Linked DNA regions of Mus musculus: region 2 is linked to region 1. Evidence: chromatin contacts called from public HiChIP or PLAC-seq data. All regions are on one chromosome and are shown on one strand. Each heading gives the region's core, a stretch centred on a gene start, on an enhancer-like site or on the middle of the called end of the contact. The rest is flanking DNA. Distances are from core to core; before and after follow the strand shown.

Region 1 (3,539 bases), core at 270-2,769:
AATTTGAGGCAAGGCCAGCCTCATCTATACATACAAAGTTGCAGGATATCCATGATTTTATATATGTGTGTGTGTGTGTGTGTGTGTGTGTGTGTGTGTGTATGTATGTACATTTATACATATATACATATAGTCACACACCATCTTAAACTTTAATGCTGTGGAGGACACAGGATCATCAGATGGCATGATGAGTCAGAGAAGTTGTCTATGAAGAGTATGCCTGGCTTGTTTTGCTTTTGAGACAATGTCTTACTATGTAGCCTAAAATAGTATAGAACTCACTGTGAAACCTAGACTGGCCTCAAACTCAAGATCCTCCTGCCTCAGGCGCCTAGGCCCTGAGACTGCAGGTACATGCCTCTGTACCCAGTTTCAGAGTTGGATATTTAAACCAGAGCTCTCTGGGATAAGAAGTGAGCAAGATCTTCCCCGGTGGAAGAATGTGTGCTGGCAAGAAAGTGGGCAGATGCTGGAGTCCAGAGCAAAGTGTGCTACTAGTCAAGGGAAAACAGAGCAGGGGCCAGGGCTGTGGCCAGACAATATGGGGCCTTGCTGGCTGTGAGAGGGGAACTGTCACAGTGGGGAAACTCTGGGAGTCCATAGTGTGGTGGGTGGGTGAGTCCTGTGACTTCTGATAGCTGAAGGTGATTTTGACTTGTGGAGGGAAGGCAGGTTGGGAGGAGAGTGGTCAGGGCACAATCATGGGCATGTCGGGAGCTCGGGTAAGAAGGATCAGTAAGAACAACCTGTGTGGTACCAAGGCCCATGGGAAATGGATGCAGGAAGCAGAAAAGCCAGAGCATGCTGATGGATCGATAGCGCCGCCTAGGATGGGTTAGTTCTACTCGGGATCTGAGATGTGGAAGATAAGAGAGAGGTTCAAACTCCATCTCCTTAGTTCAAACCCAGAGCCTCTATTTACTACCATTTTAGCCCTGGGCAAATGACTCAACCCTTCAGGGCCTCAGTTTCCCCAACAATAAAATGGAGATCACAACAGATTCATAGGGCTATTTGTGGGGTTTTTCACAAGGGACTCTGTGTAAAGGCTTGGAGTCACACCTGAGTACAGTAGGTGTTACACAGAGGAAGCGTGCGCTCTTAATAGGAGTCTATTAGTAGGTTTCCACCCCACCATTAAGGGATAAAGACTCTCAAGGCCAATGGCCCTTGTTTGGAAAGAAAATGTTCTGCAGAGCAGGACCCCGGGGAGGAACCTTCTCTCAAAGTGTTTGCATTCCCTTCCCCAGCGTGAACTTGGCAGGCAAAGCTGCTCAATGTAAACACAGGTTCCCAGCTACAGCAAATACCAGGTTAGGCAGCACGGAGGTGGCCACACAAGCCCCAGGGCCAGCCGATGAAACAGGCTAGCTCTGTACTGACCTCACCAGCCCATCTCAGGGCTCCCCGGTGGGGCTGGCTTTCCCTGGAGGCAGGGCCTGGACACCTGTACTGTCTGCTCTTTTTACTGGAATGGCTAGAGATGAGTCACCACTATCACTCACTGCTTCCTAGCCTGGGCTCTGTGAATCACAGACTCCCAAACATAACACTGAGTGGAATCAAGATGAGGAGTCCCTGGGGGGAGCAAGTCAGCATGGAGGGACAGCAGTGCCCCACAGTGTTATAAAGTCGTGTGAGATCAGAGGTCTGTGGGGCCCTGGGAGCAGGGTGGGGGAGGTAAGCATGAGGGGAGGGAAGGAGGGAAGGCTGCAGATCTTAACAGAAGTCAGCTCTAACTCAGTGTCCTCCAACTTCTGCCTCAACTCGGTGTTCCTTGTTCTCCAACTCCATGACCCACTAACCTAGAAACTGACACAAAAGGAACTACAAAGGAGACAGGCTAATCTGTGTTCTACCATAAACTTAAAATGTTTGTATTAGTTATTTTTTTCCCATAACTGCTACAAAATCTCTGACAAGCAACTTGAGGAAGGCATGGTTTATTCTGGCTTACAGTTTGATACATTCCCCCATGGTGAGGAAGACATGGAGGCAGGAGTTGGGGGCTGGCAGGTCACACACTAGGTGTGCAGTTGGGAAGCAGACAGCCATGGATGATGTACACAGCTCCCTTTGTGTTCAATCCTGGACCACCCCAGCCTCTGGAATGGCCCCACTTATATTTAATATGGATCTTCCCGTCTCTCAATCTAGATAATTCCTCTCAGAAATGCCCAGAAATTTGTCTCCCAGGTAGGTAGACTGTCATTCTTTACCAAGGCCATCTTGAGTAGAGTAGCTGAGCCACCTGCATGTGTTACTCCATGAGATTCTCCTGTGAGCATGAGTGGTCAGTAGCTCATGGGGAGTTGTCCCTCTAACTAGAGGAGCAGCTGTCATAGGGAAGGTGTCTGTAGTGTGTGTGCGTCTGTGTGTCTGTGTGTATGCATGCACATATGCACATGGATGGGGGCATGCACCTTTACCAGTGAGCCATCTTACCCATGCAAATGTTCTTAGCATTGGAGAAAGATGTAGCTTTTGTATAGTTCCAATCTTTTAATTTTGGTAAAATATAAACAGCATGGCATTCACTGTCTTACCACGTGGGATAACTGTTGGATGGTGTTAGTTACACTCACTTCCTTGTATAGTATCACCAACTGTCCATCTCTAAAAGGCCTTCATTTCCGGAACTGAACCTTTACCCAGTAAACACCTTGCCATGTCTCCTACCTCTAGCCTCTGACAACGAACTTCTGCTCCATGTCTCTGTAACTTTGACTACTTTAGGTGCCCATGGGGAATCATACATGGTTTCTCCCTTCTTGTCTGGCTTATTCCACTTCACATCGAGTTTTTGAGGTTCATCCGTATTGTAGCACATGTCAGAATGTTGCTCTTTGTTAAAACTAAAAACATCCATTTTCATGGGCACACAATGCTTTACTCTTATTCAGCTAGCAATGAGCGGCTGGGTTGCTTCTGTTTTTGTCATCGTCATCATCATCACCACCATCACCATCACCATCATCATTGTGATGCCTCTTTTAGACTGATTTTGATAAAAATGCTTCAAAGCAAGAAAATTCCACAATAAAGACATGGCTTTCTTCCCTTTATCCTGTGTTTTCACATGCCACAAGGCTTTTACAAATAAGATTTAAAGGTAAAATAGAGGTTGGAAGATGGAGAAGAGCTGGCTTGTGCTCCTGGCCCTGTCTCCTACCTAACTGTATGCTTTGGGAGAAGACCCTTGAATGTTTCATGCCTGAGTCCTTAGCATGTTGAAAAAGGAGGGCCAAGTGTGGACAGTGGTTTGTAAGAGACCATAATGAAAGCAATATCTATAGAGTGTTCCCAACCCCCTCCCTCTTGTCTCCTCCACTAAGGAAATTCACTAAGAAGCCCAGGTTGTTCTTGTGGTAATCTTTCTGTCTCAGCTTCTGGGAAGCTGGCATTATAGTGTGAACTGCTATGACCTGCTTCTATGCTGACTTCTTATCCTCTATCAGATGAACTCCTATTTACGTCCTTCCCTATTCAAAACAATTCGAGACTCCCAGCCCTTTACGCTCCACTTCCTCTTCCAT
Region 2 (3,539 bases), core at 375-2,874, 200 kb after region 1:
AACCATCATAGACAGTGTTCTCTTTTTATGACTAATATTTTCTCTTACAAGCAAGATTTTGTAATAGGGTAAAACAGTATTTGGAAATCTAACTCTTACTATATTTTCAAATGGGAGCAGGTCACCCTCCACACACCATGTGATAGGGTTCAGGAAGTGATCTCTTCCTTTCTCCCCACTTTCATTTCCCTCTAAGGTGCTCTCACTTAGTGGTCTCATGATTATAAAGCAGCCTGGGGAGGACCTTCAAGGTGGGCTGGAAGGAGTGGGAACCCGGGTTTTAACAAAGGTGGGGCTGGGGAGATGGCTCAGCAATTAAGAGCACTGACTGTTCCTCCAGAGGTCCTGAGTTCAATTCATTCCCAGCAACCACATAGTGACTCACAACCATCTGTAATGGGATTCAATGTCCTCTTCTGGTGTGTCTGAAGGCAGCTACAGTGTACTCATACACATATAATAAACAAATAAATTAAAAAGGGGGTTCCCTACAGAGAGTTACTTCTAGCTGGAGGCTGTGTGGGCTCTTCTAAGATGGCACAGTTTCAGTCAGGTGGCCTGGGGCCTGTTTAATGAGTTAAACAGTGGGAGCCACCACCACCGTGGGGACCACCCTCCCAGTGAGACCATGATAAAAGCATGGAATTTGTTCGATGTTTTAACACCCTCCTGGAACCCAAGGCCTCAGGAGGTAGGAGCAGATCTACAAGCTGGAGTGGAAAGGGAGAATGCCAGAAGTCAGTGGCAGAATGAAGTCTACTTCATAGAGGAGGGTGAATCAAATTCATGAGGACCAGCCCAGAGCCAAGCTGTGCTCGGAGCTATTAAACTAAAACACTCTCGCCAGCTAGAGCCATCAAGACATTGCCTGAGAGTGGGGATAAGGACAATATGTTCATTGTGAAAGGCAGTCCTCTGTTAATTTAGAATAAATTCCGTGGCGTACATACTGGGTTGAGTGCATATAAACATTGGAGAGTCTGGGAAATCCCATTACAGGAATTAGTTGTGGATGGGAGTGGTGGAACTGGCACTGTGTAGTGCAAATTCTGTGATGTCCAAAGGTCGCTGTGCCCAGTTAAAAGCCGTTTCTTTTACTTTTGGTCACCAGAGACATTCATCAAGCCAGAATATTCTCCTTTAAAACAAAAAAAGTAATTAGGCCTGACAGCCGAAGTCAAATCAGACCTTTGGGAATGACCTAATTGCTTTTTTGTTCGAGGCCTGACATCGATTTGCCCTTGGCCTTGGTGTCAACACTAGCAAACACGGGCAGCCTCCCAGACTCCGGCTGGTGGCTCTATCCTTGCCACAGAGAGGACAAAGGACAGCGGCATCCCAGAGGTCATGGGACTCTGTGGTCACCTGCAATTCCTGCCAGGCTGAGAATTTTGTGGGTAAACCCTGGTTCCTGCTGAAACTGCCGCTCACCATGTGGACATCTGACTGCCTGCTTCTTTACTGACTGGAAATTTCCCCCCAGCAACTGGAGGATGGGTGGGTCTATCAATTTCATCTCCACCTCCGTGTTACTGGCAACTGCTCCGGCTTTGAGGATCACACTGTGGTGACATTGATCAAGATGAGAGATCTCATTCCGCCCTGGTTATTTTTGGCATCTGTGAGCAGTCCAAGGCCTCGACTTTTGGCACCGTGTGGTTAGGATATTAAGTAACTGCTTCCTGCGCTAGTACAGACAGCGTTTTGAGAGTCCTAACCTCGTCGCTCCCGTCTATCTCATTGGTCAATTCGAGTGCATTCTGCTTGCTGTTGGCTCCTCGTGAGTGGGTCTGGAGAAAGCTGAATGGTTATTAAACGTGTCTTGTGTTTTTCCCCTCTAGATTGAAAACATAGATGCCTGCTTGAATTTCCTGGCAGCTAAGGGAATCAACACCCAGGGGCTGTCTGCAGAAGGTGAGTCAGGGCCCACGCCTTTTCATCATTTGTGATACCCACCTGTTAAGGCCCACCTGTTACCTAACAGTCAATTGCTGCAGTCCTGACCAGGGGTGCCGGTGGGCTGTCCTGGCTGGGTGCCCTTTCCAGCACAGTTGACGTTACTAACTTTCTCACAGTTCTCAGATCACTCTAAGAATGCAGCCCTGTGTGCATGCCACATCTGCATGCCACAGAGGGTGTGGGGGAAGAGAATGGGAGCACACTGCTCCAGTTAGAGAAGTTCCTGCTTCAACAACACTGATTCCCTGTCCCGTGGCGCAGCAGGTTATCAACCAGCCATTATCTGTGGGAAAGAGAATATCCAACCACAGAACCAAGTCCAACCATCCAGCGCCCAAGGGAACTGCTTAGTCCTTGCTGGTGACATCTCACCTTGCTCTTGAAGACAGAGAGAGTGAGGTTTGCGAACACACTACCACCTTTTAGCCTCCCGATTAGCTTTTAATTAACTTGGATTTGGTGGCTAATTAGCATCAACAGTGTCTGCTAGTGGAGTGTTGTTAGGTGGGATAATAGTTTGGAGCCCGCTGGCCAGAATTATCTACCTCCTCAGTCCTCAGGCAACACTTCCACCTGGAATCTCTCAATCTCTCTCTCTCTCTCTCAATCTCTCTCAATCTCTCTCTCTCTCCCCCCCCCTTGCTCTCTCCCCTTCCTTCCCCCTCCCCCTGTTTGTAAACACAGGCAGCTGCCGGCTCTGAAGCTGCCATAGGCCAGGCATCTCCCCAGCTCATTAGGCTGCACCTGCCTCCAGTTTTCCCCGGAACAGGTAGTGCAGTCGGGGCAGTGCAGTTGTTCCTCCTGGCATAGCAGGAGTGTGCTCTGAAAAGATGTAAAAAGAGCGTTGGCCCTGGAAGCTGGGGTGGGGCTGAGAGAGCAGTAAGCTGGAGTCCACAGATGGAGTAGGTAAGTTAGCAGACCTTATGGGTCCTGCATGGGCTAATGCCTTGTCTTTGCGAAGAGATGAAAGCTTGCGTCATCTATCAGGCTGTGTTTCTGAACTGTTGTCTCCTCCATGTTGGAGGTGGGTGGCATCCACGGCTTCTACATCCATAGTGTGACTCTATGCGGAATGTGTCAGAAAATGGTTGTAATTCTCCTTGGGCAGGTCTGGTTATCGGTTCCATGAATCTCAGGGGTAGCTTAGCCAACCTTAATCTCAGGACTTATAGAAAAATCCTTAGAAGGTTGCCCTTGCCTTAGCTATGAGTCTCATCTGTGGGTTTAGTGTACATTGTTGGAACCTTCAGTAGTAGACACAAATTCAGTGTTTCTGTGCTATTCCTGTGATGACCAGTAGGTGGCAGAGCATGTTCCTCTTAGTGTCTAGGAATGGTGCAGGTCTCTATTCTCCCACGAGAGCATCTGCAGGGACTTTTACAGAGTTGTGCAGTCTTGCCTCCTTCCTTAGGCCTGGAGGAGAACTCTAGCCACTTAGCAGCTGCCTGTTGTCTGTCTCTCTGCTTCATTTGTTCAACCTTCTCTTATACTCAGAAGGCATAGATGCCTTTACAGGAAGTATTTACCGAACAGATACTAACTGTGCTCTGCTGGGCTTGTCTGCATTGGCTCCTGTTCTC

Evidence for each region. HiChIP or PLAC-seq counts read pairs in DNA pulled down with a chosen protein or histone mark.
Region 2: an HNF4G HiChIP or PLAC-seq map of pancreatic cancer cells shows a contact between it and region 1. The contact joins two enhancer-like sites. A contact is called at or near these places in 2 of 484 Hi-C or Micro-C datasets (cortical neurons and nephron progenitors) and 2 of 115 datasets of contacts at active chromatin or transcription factors (microglia and pancreatic cancer cells).

Annotation. Positions count from the first base shown.
Region 1 is chr7:49,194,517-49,198,055 of GRCm38.p6, forward strand. It overlaps a transcript of Nav2 not described here. Among named protein-coding and RNA genes, the nearest start is that of 9130015G15Rik, 34 kb to the left of the region's middle. Within about 2 kb of position 1,520, at least 40 of the 459 cell types and tissues checked have an H3K27ac peak or open chromatin away from gene starts, as enhancers often do. A contact at or near this core is called in pancreatic cancer cells, where this site is marked.
Region 2 is chr7:49,396,242-49,399,780 of GRCm38.p6, forward strand. It overlaps Nav2 (neuron navigator 2), which reads left to right. Exons shown (of 39, transcript NM_175272.3): 4 at 1,842-1,914. Among named protein-coding and RNA genes, the nearest start is that of Gm51447, 40 kb to the right of the region's middle. Within about 2 kb of position 1,625, at least 111 of the 459 cell types and tissues checked have an H3K27ac peak or open chromatin away from gene starts, as enhancers often do. A contact at or near this core is called in pancreatic cancer cells, where this site is marked.